Regions from separate parts of the Sus scrofa genome. Here all the other regions are linked to region 1. The links are chromatin contacts, called in public HiChIP or PLAC-seq and promoter capture Hi-C maps. All regions are on one chromosome and are shown on one strand. The core of a region is the stretch at or near the end of the contact, and the rest is flanking DNA. Distances in the headings are between cores, read along the strand shown. Region 1 holds the start of PSMB4 (proteasome subunit beta 4). Region 2 holds the start of VPS72 (vacuolar protein sorting-associated protein 72 homolog). Region 3 holds the start of SNX27 (sorting nexin-27).

Evidence for each region. Promoter capture Hi-C pulls out the DNA fragments that hold promoters and counts their contacts. HiChIP or PLAC-seq counts read pairs in DNA pulled down with a chosen protein or histone mark.
Region 2: a promoter capture Hi-C map of liver shows a contact between it and region 1, with 2.3 times the contacts expected there. The contact joins the promoter of VPS72 here to the promoter of PSMB4 in region 1. A contact is called at or near these places in 1 of 5 promoter capture datasets (liver) and 1 of 2 datasets of contacts at active chromatin or transcription factors (alveolar macrophages).
Region 3: an H3K27ac HiChIP or PLAC-seq map of alveolar macrophages shows a contact between it and region 1. The contact joins the promoter of SNX27 here to the promoter of PSMB4 in region 1. A contact is called at or near these places in 2 of 47 Hi-C or Micro-C datasets (heart right ventricle and skeletal muscle) and 1 of 2 datasets of contacts at active chromatin or transcription factors (alveolar macrophages).

Annotation. Positions count from the first base shown.
Region 1 is chr4:97,835,674-97,839,614 of Sscrofa11.1, forward strand. PSMB4 (proteasome subunit beta 4) reads right to left here and starts at 2,236. Exons shown (of 7, transcript NM_001244455.1): 1 at 2,055-2,236; 2 at 1,606-1,812; 3 at 1,195-1,341; 4 at 976-1,057; 5 at 475-591; 6 at 197-285. The coding sequence starts at 2,194.
Region 2 is chr4:98,060,466-98,064,406 of Sscrofa11.1, forward strand. It overlaps VPS72 (vacuolar protein sorting-associated protein 72 homolog), which reads left to right and starts at 1,796. Exons shown (of 6, transcript XM_001929654.5): 1 at 1,796-2,024. The coding sequence starts at 1,908. It also overlaps a transcript of PIP5K1A not described here.
Region 3 is chr4:97,618,959-97,622,899 of Sscrofa11.1, forward strand. SNX27 (sorting nexin-27) reads right to left here and starts at 1,858. Exons shown (of 12, transcript XM_003125761.6): 1 at 1,358-1,858. The coding sequence starts at 1,668.

The sequences.
Region 1 (3,941 bases), core at 986-3,485:
AAAAAACCATGTAAGATTGTGAAGCCATAGAGTAAGACATCAATTCCTAAAAGCAGCTCTATCCTCAACCCAAACCCTCTCCACCCAGAGAATTTTTTGGTTGAGACCACCAGAAAAACTAAGCTTAGTTCAACCAAGGGGTCTCCCAACTTTTCTACCAACTACTTTTTTTTTTTTTAACTGTAATTTCAATCACCTGATCATGTGGGCAATATCCCAGTTGGTCTCTGCAGACAGGGGTCCTTCTATTTCAACACCTTTTTCGGTTACAGTGGCAATTTGAAACTGAAAGAAAAGCAGAGCTCTCATGAAAGAAGTCCCTGGTCAAAGGTCAAGTTGAGGGTCTTTCCCTAAAATGAAAAAGCGAAGACACAGAAATGGGACACCCTCTTCTTTGAAGCATAGAGACTCAGGGACGGGAAGTATCCAAGAACCTGCCAATTAGATCCCCACCACCTTATGCACACTTCTCACCCTGTTATAAGAACGGGCATCTCGATAGTACAGCACTCGCATGCAGCGTTCCACTAGCTCTCGGGCCTCGGCCTGGCTCAGCACTGGCTGCTTCTCCAGAACTTCTCGCAACAGAGGCTAGAGAGATCAGAGGGAGAAAAAAAAAAAAAAGAAAACATGGGAGATATGAGGGGCTGAATGCCAGGCAATTTGACGCAAATCCTTAATGTAAAAGGAATCATAAATGAGTGAAAAGGTGACATTCATTATTGCCTCACCAGCATGAACTGTTTGTGCTAAGACCCACTTGAAAGGGAAATTCTAGAGTGTCCTCTCTTTGCACATGTATATTGACTCCTGGACCTATCACCTTGACATGGTCTCTGGACCACAAAGAAAACCATCTGCCCAGCAGTAGGGATCCTAGCCTGTTCCTCATGTCAGAATTGCAAGGGTAGACAACCACTAATCCCTATTGCCTTCTGTCTTCTTCTATCCCTCATCCCTCAACCAACTACTTACCTGAGCCAGGTATGCACCATAACCAGTGGCCAGCGAAGGGGCTTCATAGGCTACACCAAGCATGTCCACGTAACCCAGGAAGCTAACAGGACACAATAGGTCAAAGAACTCATTTCACCTTAGGTTTCTATATGTTAGCTGAAGGATGGGACCAAGGGGTCTGAGTCAGAAGTGGGATTCACTCAGGGAGAAGAGATAGTTATTTGTATTCAAATCAACCTCTCTCCATCAGCATAGCCTCCGATGACCATGGTGTTCCACAGGGGGTTCATCTTGGAGCGGCGGCTGTACATGGCCCTGGTCAGCCACGAATGGATAGCTTTAGGACTATAGCTGTGTCCATCTCCCAGCAGCTCCTCATCAATCCTTAAAAAGAATTGGTTGTGAGAAAAGGGAGAGAACAGAAATCGGGTTTTCCATCCACCCCCAAAAGATGTGACCACAATCTTCCCCTCTTAAACCCACTAAAATAAACTATTTGCAAACATCCTCGAATCTTTCACCCCCCAACAAGTCTCCCCATCCTCTACTGCAGCTTCAAGTTCCTCCACACTAGAACATCTTGATGGGATAAAAACAGTGGATTCCCCTCCCCACCTGGGAACTACTCCTATTCTCTAGATGACTTACACCATTTGGCCGAGAACTTGCTTCAAATATTGGAAATCAGCGTAGTCTCCTGAAGCACCCAGCATGGTGCTGTTGTTGACTCGCATAATGCGAGAGATGTTGCGGAAACGAGCCAAGGAACCATAGGAGCCCAGCATGTCTGCTGCAATCACCACTCCGCCCTCAAACTTGACTCCCAGAACCGAGGTCCCGGTCACCATGGGGTTCCTGGAGATAAAGAAGGGTCTGGCGAGAGGTGGAGGAGAATAGCCTAGGCCCGCTTCCCGCTCTGTGGGTTCCGCTTCTGACTTTCCATGGCTCCTTTCATTCTCCAGGCCCTACTCCTCGAGCTGTCCCGCTGTTAGCGCGCCCGGGGGTCCCCGCCTCGCCTGCCCTGGCTCCCCGAACCAGCCGGCCGCACCAGGCCCCACGGTCTCTCCCCCGCCCAGGCTAAGACGCCAAGAGCTTACTGGGTGCGCGTAATCGGACTCCCATAGAGCACGGATGCCGGGTCCACGATGGATCCAGGAGTGGGAGGAATGCGGTAGAACTGTCCAGGAGCCGGACCCCCGGCCCAGTGTCCCGACCGCGACTCCAAAATCGATTCCATCTTAGTCACCGTAGCTCAAGAAATGAAAGCGTTTGCGCCGACGGAAGCGGAAGTGATCCTTCAGTGCCACACCTTCTTTCTTCCTGAAAGCCACTTCCCGCAGCCATGTTGTTAGGGTCGGGACAGACCGTATGAGCATCCTGGGTGGCGACCGAAACCCAGAGATTTGGAATTGCCAGGCGTCGCATACGTAGCGGTAGAGTCTAGACTAGAACAATGTTCTGATGCTCAAATTCAAGGAGGGAGAGGGTGGTGTGGCAGATGGGGAGGGGGCGGGCTCGTCAAGACTCTGACCTGAGCGAGGAGGCAGGAAGTCTCCTTTCCTTTTTGGATCCTTATCAAAAAGCCCACACTTTAGGAGTTTCCGTCGTGGCTCAGTGGTTAGCGAACCCTACTAGCATCCATGAGGGTTCGATTCCTGGCCCCGCTAAGTGGGTTAAGGATCCGACCTTGCCGTGAGCTGCGGTGTGGGTCGCAGAGGAGGCTTGGATCCCGCGTTGCTGTGGGTCTGGGGTAGGACGGCTGCTACAGCTCCGATTGGACCCCTAGCCTAGGAACCTCCATATGCCCCAGCTGCGGCCCTAAAAAGACAAAAAAAAATAAAAAGAAAAGAAAAGCCTCACACGAAACTAACAGTGAACCCAGGATCTCTTAAGTTCTGTATTTCTCAAAGCAGCCTCATGTGGCATATTCGACCCATTTTATAGGTAAGAAACAGAGACTTGAATAGTGATTTACCTGATCACACAGCAAATAATGGTAGATCTGAGTCTAGGAATCTTACAGTTGTGCGTACCTTGCGGTGTATAATATCTCAGGTGGGTCACTCACTGTGCAGAACCTTCGACAAATCTCTGAAAGTTACCTAGTTGTGAAATGCTCTTACCTACCTCTTAAACAGCAGAAAAATTCCATTGCCTGTGGGAATGTAACTAAATTCCAGGCGTTCCCTTCTCAATGTGGTTCTGTAGCAGGGGCTGGAAGCAGTGTCTAGAATCAAACAGGTGAACCTAAACCTGATAGTTTGCCACTCCTCCCTACACAATTAGATTTTAAATTATTGACTCAGCGGGAAACCAAATCAGTTTTGTTTTTTAAATTCCCTGAGTTAATCTGAACCAAAGCAACGCATGAAATTTTAGCCTAATTGAAATAAAATATTTTATTAGGTCATGAAACCCTGGAAGGGAAGGGTCAAGGTCTTGTGTGAGAGACAACCAGCTGTTGCTCTTTGTATCATCTTTTGGCTGAAAACTAGGTAGTTGATTTCTTCTTCTAATAGCTCATTAATAATCATATTTGTTTATTCGTCTTCTTTATTATTATTTATTTACTACCAATTCTAATTAATAGCCACCTCCTCCCAAACTCCATATTCCAGGTGAATCTTACTTACTCAGAGACTTACTTGGACAATTAGCAGCTATCTGTTGTTATGACAGAAAGCTTAATGGGATTCCTCCAAAACCACTAGAATACCTTGCTTTCATAGCTACCTGAGCACTCATCATATGAACTTTAAAACAATTAGCCAGCAATTAACTGTCTATATTCTTGTTAAGATGTGGCCTGAGGTGGCTTGCTGGTTTCTGGGCTCCCTCCTTTTCAGTCCCTGGATTAATTAACGCTGTGGTAGGGCTAGTGCCAGGTCCAGAGATTAGGCAGGTAGTCAAATTCCACAGAGTCTAAAAGAAGCAAGTCTAGAATTTTCCAGCCTGAGAGTAGGATGACAGGGAAAGCAAACTAC
Region 2 (3,941 bases), core at 546-3,045, 220 kb after region 1:
TACCCGGAGTGTGACCATAAGCAAACAAACAAACTAACTGGAAGAGAAGTTGAAACATTCTTGACAGACTATTTGAGACTGGAACTATTACAAGAATCTAGGAGGCATGATCTCCATGGTTATAGAAACTGCACCGGGAAGACAGAAACAGATGTGAGATGACTTCACTGTCCTACAGAACTGGAATTTTGCCAGGTAGGTAAGAAAAAGAAGAAATTTTAAGAAGGAAAAATACGGAGACATGATAAAGAATTGGTGTCAGGGAAACGATGCTAGAATAGGATGATGTGGAATAATGTGAGGCTGTTAAAGGCAGGGAGAAGCTAAATGACTGATGAAGGATCTTGAAAGCTATGTTAATAGTAGTTATCCCCTACCAAACAAACATCTATGTGCTTATTACTGTGCTAAGTGGTTTACAAGGATTAGATATTTAAATCTTCTCAACCACCTAAAAGTGTAGGTATTCTTATTAGTGTCACTTTACAGATGAGAAGATTAAAATTCAGGGAGGCAAAACAACTTGTCCAAAGTCACACAGCTAGAAGACCTTAAACTCAAACTCAAACTCAGGTCTGGCTGGCTCTACAACTCAGCTCTCAGCCATGCTACTATTCCGCCACAAGAATTTTGGACTTTCAGGCAGAGAAGGACAAACATCAGGAGTTCCCGTCTTGGCTCAGCGGTTAACGAACCCGGCTAGAATCCATGAGGACTCGGGTTCAATCGCTGGCCTCACTCAGTGGGTTAAGCTGTGGTGTAGGTCACAGATGCAGCTCAGATCCTGCATTGCTGTGGCTGTGGTGTAGGGCAGCAGCTGTAGCTGATTCAACCCCCAGCCTGGGAACCTCGATATGCAGCGGGTGCAGCCCTAAAAAGAAAGAAAGAAAGAAAAGAAAATAATAAAATAAAATAGATAATCAGAAGTTGCTTTGTGTAGGTCGAAGCTCTGGCTTGGATTTGATCCCTAGTCCTGGAACTTCTGCATGTCATGCGGGTTGCCGAAAAAGGGGGAATTTTTTTTTTTTTTTTTTAATTTTACTTAAGGAGTTCCCATTGTGGCTCAGTGGTTAACGAGTCTGACTGGGAACCATGAAGTTGCGAGTTTGATCCCTGGCCTTGTTCAGTGGGTTAAGGATCCGGCGTTACCCTGAGCTGTGGTGTAGGTTGCAGAAGCGGCTGGGATCCGCGTTGCTGCGGCTCTGGCGTAGGCCTGCAGCTACGGCTCCGATTCGACCCCTAGCCTGGGAACCTCCATATGCCACGGGAGTGGCCCAAGAAACCGCAAAAAGACAAAAAAAAAAAAAAAAACAACTTACTTAAAAAGACGAATGGGTATATGTATAACTGAATCACTTTTCTGTACACCTGAAATTAACACAACATTGAAAATCAACTATAATCCAATATAAACTAAAAACTAAATTTAAAAAACATTTGGACTTTACCCTGTAAGTCGACAAGGAAGGAGCCATTAAAGATTTTTGAGCAAAAGTGTGACAAAATCTGGGTTTTTAGAAAGGTTCCTACTGGCAGCAGAGTGGAAAACGAACTGGAGCAGAGGGAGACTGACCTCTTCTAAATGAAAATTTCTTGGCTCCCGATTTCTGCACTCAGTGTAGCGGGGTTTCTGGGGGTCACCAAATCGAAGTATTTCACAGCCCAGATGGGCGCCGGAACTGGGGCGGGGAGCTTGGGGTAGTCTCTGCGCAGGCGTGGGCGGGGCTGAAGCCGTGAGAAGATTTCGGGGGCGGGACTAGGAATCTCTCGACGCTCTGCTACTTCTGCCTGTAGATGACCGGCTTCCGCCGTCGCATGCCGCCCGCAGGTAGTGGTGTCGAGAGCCGATCCTTGAGGACCGCGCTGTGTGAGGGGTTGCTGGTGGTGGCGCAGTCTGAGTAGGCACTATGAGTTTGGCTGGGGGCCGGGCCCCCCGGAAGACCGCAGGGAACCGGCTTTCTGGTCTCCTGGAGGCAGAGGAGGAAGATGAGTTCTACCAGACGACTTATGGGGGTTTCACTGAGGCAAGAGCCGGGCCCAGGAAGAGGGAGGGAAGGAAGCTGAAAGGAGTCCTGAAGGGAGAAACCTCGGACAAAGAAGGGGGTGGGGGAAGAGAGGATCCTTGGTAGCTGATACTCGAGATGGGGTGGGCGAGACTGGAGGATAAACTGGAGTCCTGGAAGGGAGAGTCCTGGATGGCTGAAACCTGCTGTGTACTTCCCCAGCTGCATCTCTCATTGCACTTCTGACGTCTAGCATACAGCACATCGTAGTCACGCGGTGTATGCTCGTTGGCCCACTGCCTGGTTATTCATCTCAAGTATAGAAAAGAAATCTCTCTCAAGAAAAAATAGAGGCACTTAGCATACTCCTTTTTCAGCTTTCAGATCTCGGTGTAAATGTCTCTTGGGTAAATAGCCTTTCCTTGATTGTGCTAAGAAGTTTCTCCCTATATATCTTTCGTAGAACCTATTTCGATTTGTAATAGCTTTTGCTGGCTTGTTTATACTTTTCTATCAGATTGTAAGCGCTTTAAGGTTAGAGATAATCTGTTTTGTTTAACAGTACACATGTCCAATGCCTGGTCCAGTGTCCTCATTGGGTTGGCACTTGTTAAATTTTATATTGATTGAATCTAACCGTTCATCAAATATATTAAACGCATAGAGCAAGCCAAGAACTGTGATAGGCTTTAGGGAAACAGAGTATTAAAAACACCACTTTGGGGAGTTCCTCTGTGGCTCAGCCAGTTAAGGGCATGGTGTCACTGCTGCCGCTTGGGTCACCTCCTTTGGCACCAGTTCAGTCCCTGGTGGGGAAGTTGCACATGGCTCCAGCGCAGCCAAAAAGAAAACAAACCAAAAAACAGACCCCACCATTTTGTTCTGACATATTCCAGATTCCAGTGGGGGAACTAGCTGAATTAAGTCAGTTTAAATTCCACATGGAGCCAAAGTTGTTTGGGATAGGCATCAGGATAAGCTGAGGACCATATGAAAAGTGGCCTTGGCTGGCTGAATAGTGGTAGGAGTAGGAGCAGGGGAAGGAGGAGGGTTGGTCCAGCGAGGGGGTGGGGCAGAGATGTATAAAAACGCTGAGATCCTTGTCAGGGACCTGCATATCTACTGTCATTATCCAGACCATGAAGGAGAATAAAGGTTGGTCAGGCTGGAGGGAGTAGGCGTGGGCCAGATCATGGAGGGCTTGTGAGCCATGTTAAGGAGTTTTGCTCTTCATCCAGAGGACTGAGAATATTTGTCATAGTTTTATGATCAGATTTGTACTTTATAAAGATCACTCTGTATTGTGGATTTGAAGAAGGCAGCGGGAGTAGAGAAACATGATCAGGAGGGTTCAGGAGAAATTAAGGAGAAATAGAATCCACAGGACTTGGTGACTGATTAGGAATCATCACAACAACCCCCTAAGCAAGTAGTTTAAAATAGAACTTTCCCATCCCTCCTCCAAAGGCCATTTTCCTATTCCTGTCATTTTACGAGTTGTTATTTAATATGTACCCTTCCTTCTTCCAAAAAGGATTTAAGGAGGCTTACGATATAAACAAAAAGTAGGAACAGTAAAAATAGAGACAGATCAGAAGTAATTGTACCAAGAGCCTCAGCTAAAATGGTAGTAGCAATTGATTTTAAATTTAGCTGTGAGCTTCCTGGCAGCCAAACCCTGAATTTCTTTTTTCAGTAGGAAAGAAGCATACAAGTTCTTTAAGAGAGACAAACTTATTCAACATTAAATCCTAGGGAGAATTGCGTCCTTATATATAAAGTAACAGGGGTTTGGTAGATGATGTAAAAACAGTCTCTTGATTAGTCATGTCTATTAATGACCCTTGATAAAAGCCAAAGGAATGGTAGTAAGTCCATAACTTAGTGAAAGCATTTCAATTGGGCATTAAGCTAATGTGTAGTTGAACTGCTACCTCT
Region 3 (3,941 bases), core at 608-3,107, 220 kb before region 1:
GAGTGAAAAAAGAATATGCAAGACAGAGTCAGGAAGGAGAGAGATCCAGGATTGAAGACTGCTGAGGATAATGGAGACAATGAGAGGATATACCACCTAGCAGTCAATCAGCAATCACTGTATAAATCTTAATGCAAAGTATAAAAACACAAATGTAACACCTGGATTAAAGACATGAGGGAGGTCTGCAAAGAAATTGCAAGACAAGGCAGCATCCTGCCAGAGCTTTAAGGGATGCAGTGAGCAAGTAAGGATGAAGGAGTATGAAGGGGGAGGGACTGCAGCAAGGAAAGACGATGGGTTGCAGCAGCAGAAGGGGCCTAAAAAGAGAAGGAAGGGCAAGGAACCTATAAGAGAGAAAGAATAGGATAAAGTCAAGCACGAGATAACAAGAGAACAGAGTAGGAGAGAGAATGAAAATGGCCTGCCCTGAAAAAGGGGGAAGTCAAAGACCCAAAAGAGGGTCACAGTTTGGGGGAAGCAAGGAGCTAAGGAGAGCTCTACTCTAAACCTGACTCAAAAGAAGTATGAGTATGGTGCAAGAGTGAAGACAGGGGCCAGAACAGGGATGCTCTCAGAGGGATGTAGTGATGGAGACCCTAGAGTCAAAATCCTGGTGTAATATGGGAATTACGGTGGAGAGAAACTATCATGTCAAAGACGACACCATCATTTGGGGGGGGGGCAGAAAAGAAGGTATTCTCGGAGTACGAATACAACACGAAGGGGAGGAAAGGGGCACACAGCAGGACAGAAAAATACAGGGAGTGCTTAACCATAAGGAGAGGGTAACTAAGAAAAGAAAAAGAGTGCGGCGTGGAGGGACGTTGTTGCGGGGGGCGCGGGGGGCGGGGAGTAGGAGCGACCAAAGGTCCCGCCTACTTGCTCTAGAGGGGAGAGGGGACGGTCCAGGGGGCTGAAAGGAGTGGTGGAGAACAAGAAACTACGATGCTCAGGATGAGAACTTAGGGAGGAGGCACTGTGGCTGGGTCAGAAAAGGAAATGCTGTCAGTTAGAAGCAGAAGAGAGTCAATATGAGGAAAGCGAGGGGCACCGAGGAGCAGAAAGCCGCATGCCAAAGGGGAAGGCAAAGGGGCAGAAAGGAAACCAAAGGAATGGGGGCAGGGGTAAAAGCAGTACGGGCAACGGGACACACACCGGAGATTACAGGGAGAGAGGTGGGGGTCCCAGAAACCCAGGGTGTGGGGAGGTAAAAGGGTCAAGCCTCATGGAGAGGCGGGGGTCCGGAGGGCCGGTTCGGCGGTTGCGGGGAGGTGCGGCCTGAGGGTGACAGGGGTAGAAGGAAAATGCAGGGACAGGCGGAGGGGATGGGGCGGTGAGCAGCCCGGATACTCACACCTCCAGAATGCGGTCCCCCTTGCGCACCCCGGCCCGGTCGGCCGCCCCCCCGGGCAGCACGGCGCTCACATGCTGCAGCGGCGCGTACAGCTCCCCGTTGATGCTCCGCAGTTGCCCGCCCTCGCTCACTTGGCCCCGCACGTTGAAGCCGTAGCCGGACTCGGACTTGACAATGCGCACGACCCGCGGGCCGCCGCCTCCCCCGCCGCCGTTCCCGGCGCAGTGGAGCCCAGACCCTCCACCGCCGCCGCCACCTCCGTTCCTGTGAGGGGCTGCGGGGTGAATCCCTTCCCCGTCCTCGTCCGCCATCTTGCGAGCTGAGCGAGCTGTACTCCCACCCCGCTACGCCTCCACTCCCTCCGCGCGTGCTCGCCCTTCTCAGCAGCCGCGCGACCTCCGGCGCGCGCGCTCGCTCTGCCGATCGCGGGACCGGAGTTGGCCACCGAGCTGCCGGCGCGGGCTATGGGGAGGCAGGGGGCGGGGGTGAAAGAGGACGGTTAGACACCGTGAAGCCTCCTGGGAGATGTAGTTTCTGGATGGTGAGGGCTGTGGGGGTAGGGCTAGGCCCAGGACGGAGCTGAAGTTATATGACGCAATTTCGGGCGCAAAGCCTGCTGGGGGTTGTAGTTCGCCCTTTACGCTTTTTTTAGGAGTTTCCTGTTGGACCGTGAGCTGCCAACCCAGCCTCGAGTGTGGCTGACAGGTTCAGCTGTTGAGGTGGGACAAGTTTTATTTTTCTCCTTTCATTTAGTGGCCTCTAAAAACAATAATATTAGGACAAATCGACGTCTGCGATTCAACACAGTCTTAAATTGTAACAACTCGTTTGCTCAATAACTTTGTTTCTACGTTGGTAATTTTATTCCACAACCCCAACAATCTTGTGAGACAAATGGAACATGAATTCATTTCTCTATTTCACGTATTAGGAAACCGAACCAAAGTGAGCTATTAAGTAATAGGAACTAAAGCCCAGTTATTTTTGTGCAACATTATTTTTGTATACCGCAACTACCTAAAAACTATGCCCCACGTATGTGAAAAGCATATGTAGGAGAAACTGTGGTCCCAGTGATTTAGACCTGGATATTAGAGTAGGCCAATTAATCATTTCAGTTTGCAATGATTTGGAGGTTTGGGTGTTTTTGCTTTTTAATTTAAAAATATTCATATATATATTTTTTAGTTGAGGTATAGTTGAAATACAATATTGTGTGTCAGGTATAGTGATTCGCAATTATTAAAGATTATACTCCATTTATAGCTATTATAAAATATTGGCTCTATTTCCTGTGCCACACAGTATATACTTGTAGCTTATTGATTATATACACAGCAGTTTGTACCTTTTAATCCCCTACCACTATTGTGCCCCTCCCTCATTCTCTCTCCCCACTGGTAACCACTAGTTTGTTTTCTATTATCTGTGCGTCTTTCTTTTTTGTTATATTCACTAGTATTTATTTCTTAATTCCACGTATAGTGATAACAGACATTATGGAGCAATGATTTTGAAGTTAACCTTTATTTGAAATTCATTTTGTTCTTCCCATCATCACAGTGGAGTTCTTTTCTTTGTCTTTTTTTTTGCTTTTTAGGGCCACACTTGTCAGCATATGGTGGTTCCCAGGCTAGGGGTCTAATTGGGGCTATAGCTGCCAGCCTGTACCACAGCCACAGTAACACAGGATCTGAGCCAGGTCTGTAACCTACACCACAGCTCATGGCAATACCGGATCCTTAACCCACTGAGCAAGGCCAGGGATCGAACCTGAAACCTTATGATTCGTTTCCGCTGTGCCGCAATGGGAATTCCCAAGTTCTTTTTTTTTTTTTTCAATGGCCATACCTACCGTGTATGGAAGTTCCCGGGCCAGGGACTGAATCCAAGTTAAGCTTCAACCTGTGCCACAGCTGCTGTGGCAATGCCAGATCTTTAACCCACTGTTCCAGGCCAGGGATGGAACCCTTGCCTCCCCAGTAACCTAAGCCACTGCAGTTGGATTTTTCTCTTTAGGGCCACACCTGCGGTGTATGGAAGTTCCCAGGTTAGGGGTTGAATCAGGGCTGCAGCTGCTGGTCTACACCACGGCCATGGCAACACCAGATCCAAGCTGCATCTGCGATCTATGCCACGGCTTGTGAGAACACTGGACACTTAACCCAATGAGTGAGGCCAGGAATTGAAACTGCATCCTCATGGATATTAATTGGGTTCTTAACCCACTGAGCCACAACAGGAACTCCTGCAGTTGGATTTTTAATCCACTGTACCACAGCAGGAACTCCAAGAGTGGAGTTGCTTGCAAATGGCAGCAATTCATGTTTTTTGGTTATCTACCCCACCACAAACTTACAGATATTGTGCAAAATGTCTGGCAAAGGCAAATAAGAATAGCAAGAGAAAAATGATGAAAAACAGCTTACTTAAGTACTTACTGCTCAAGTCTGGTATTTGATTTTACCCTACTCTAGGCTAATAAATTAGTCTGTTACTGTTTCGCGGATGCCGATAAAAGGCATAAGATTCCTGGATCTGAGTCAAAGGATTTTTACTCTCGACCTGTATAGGGAGAAACTTG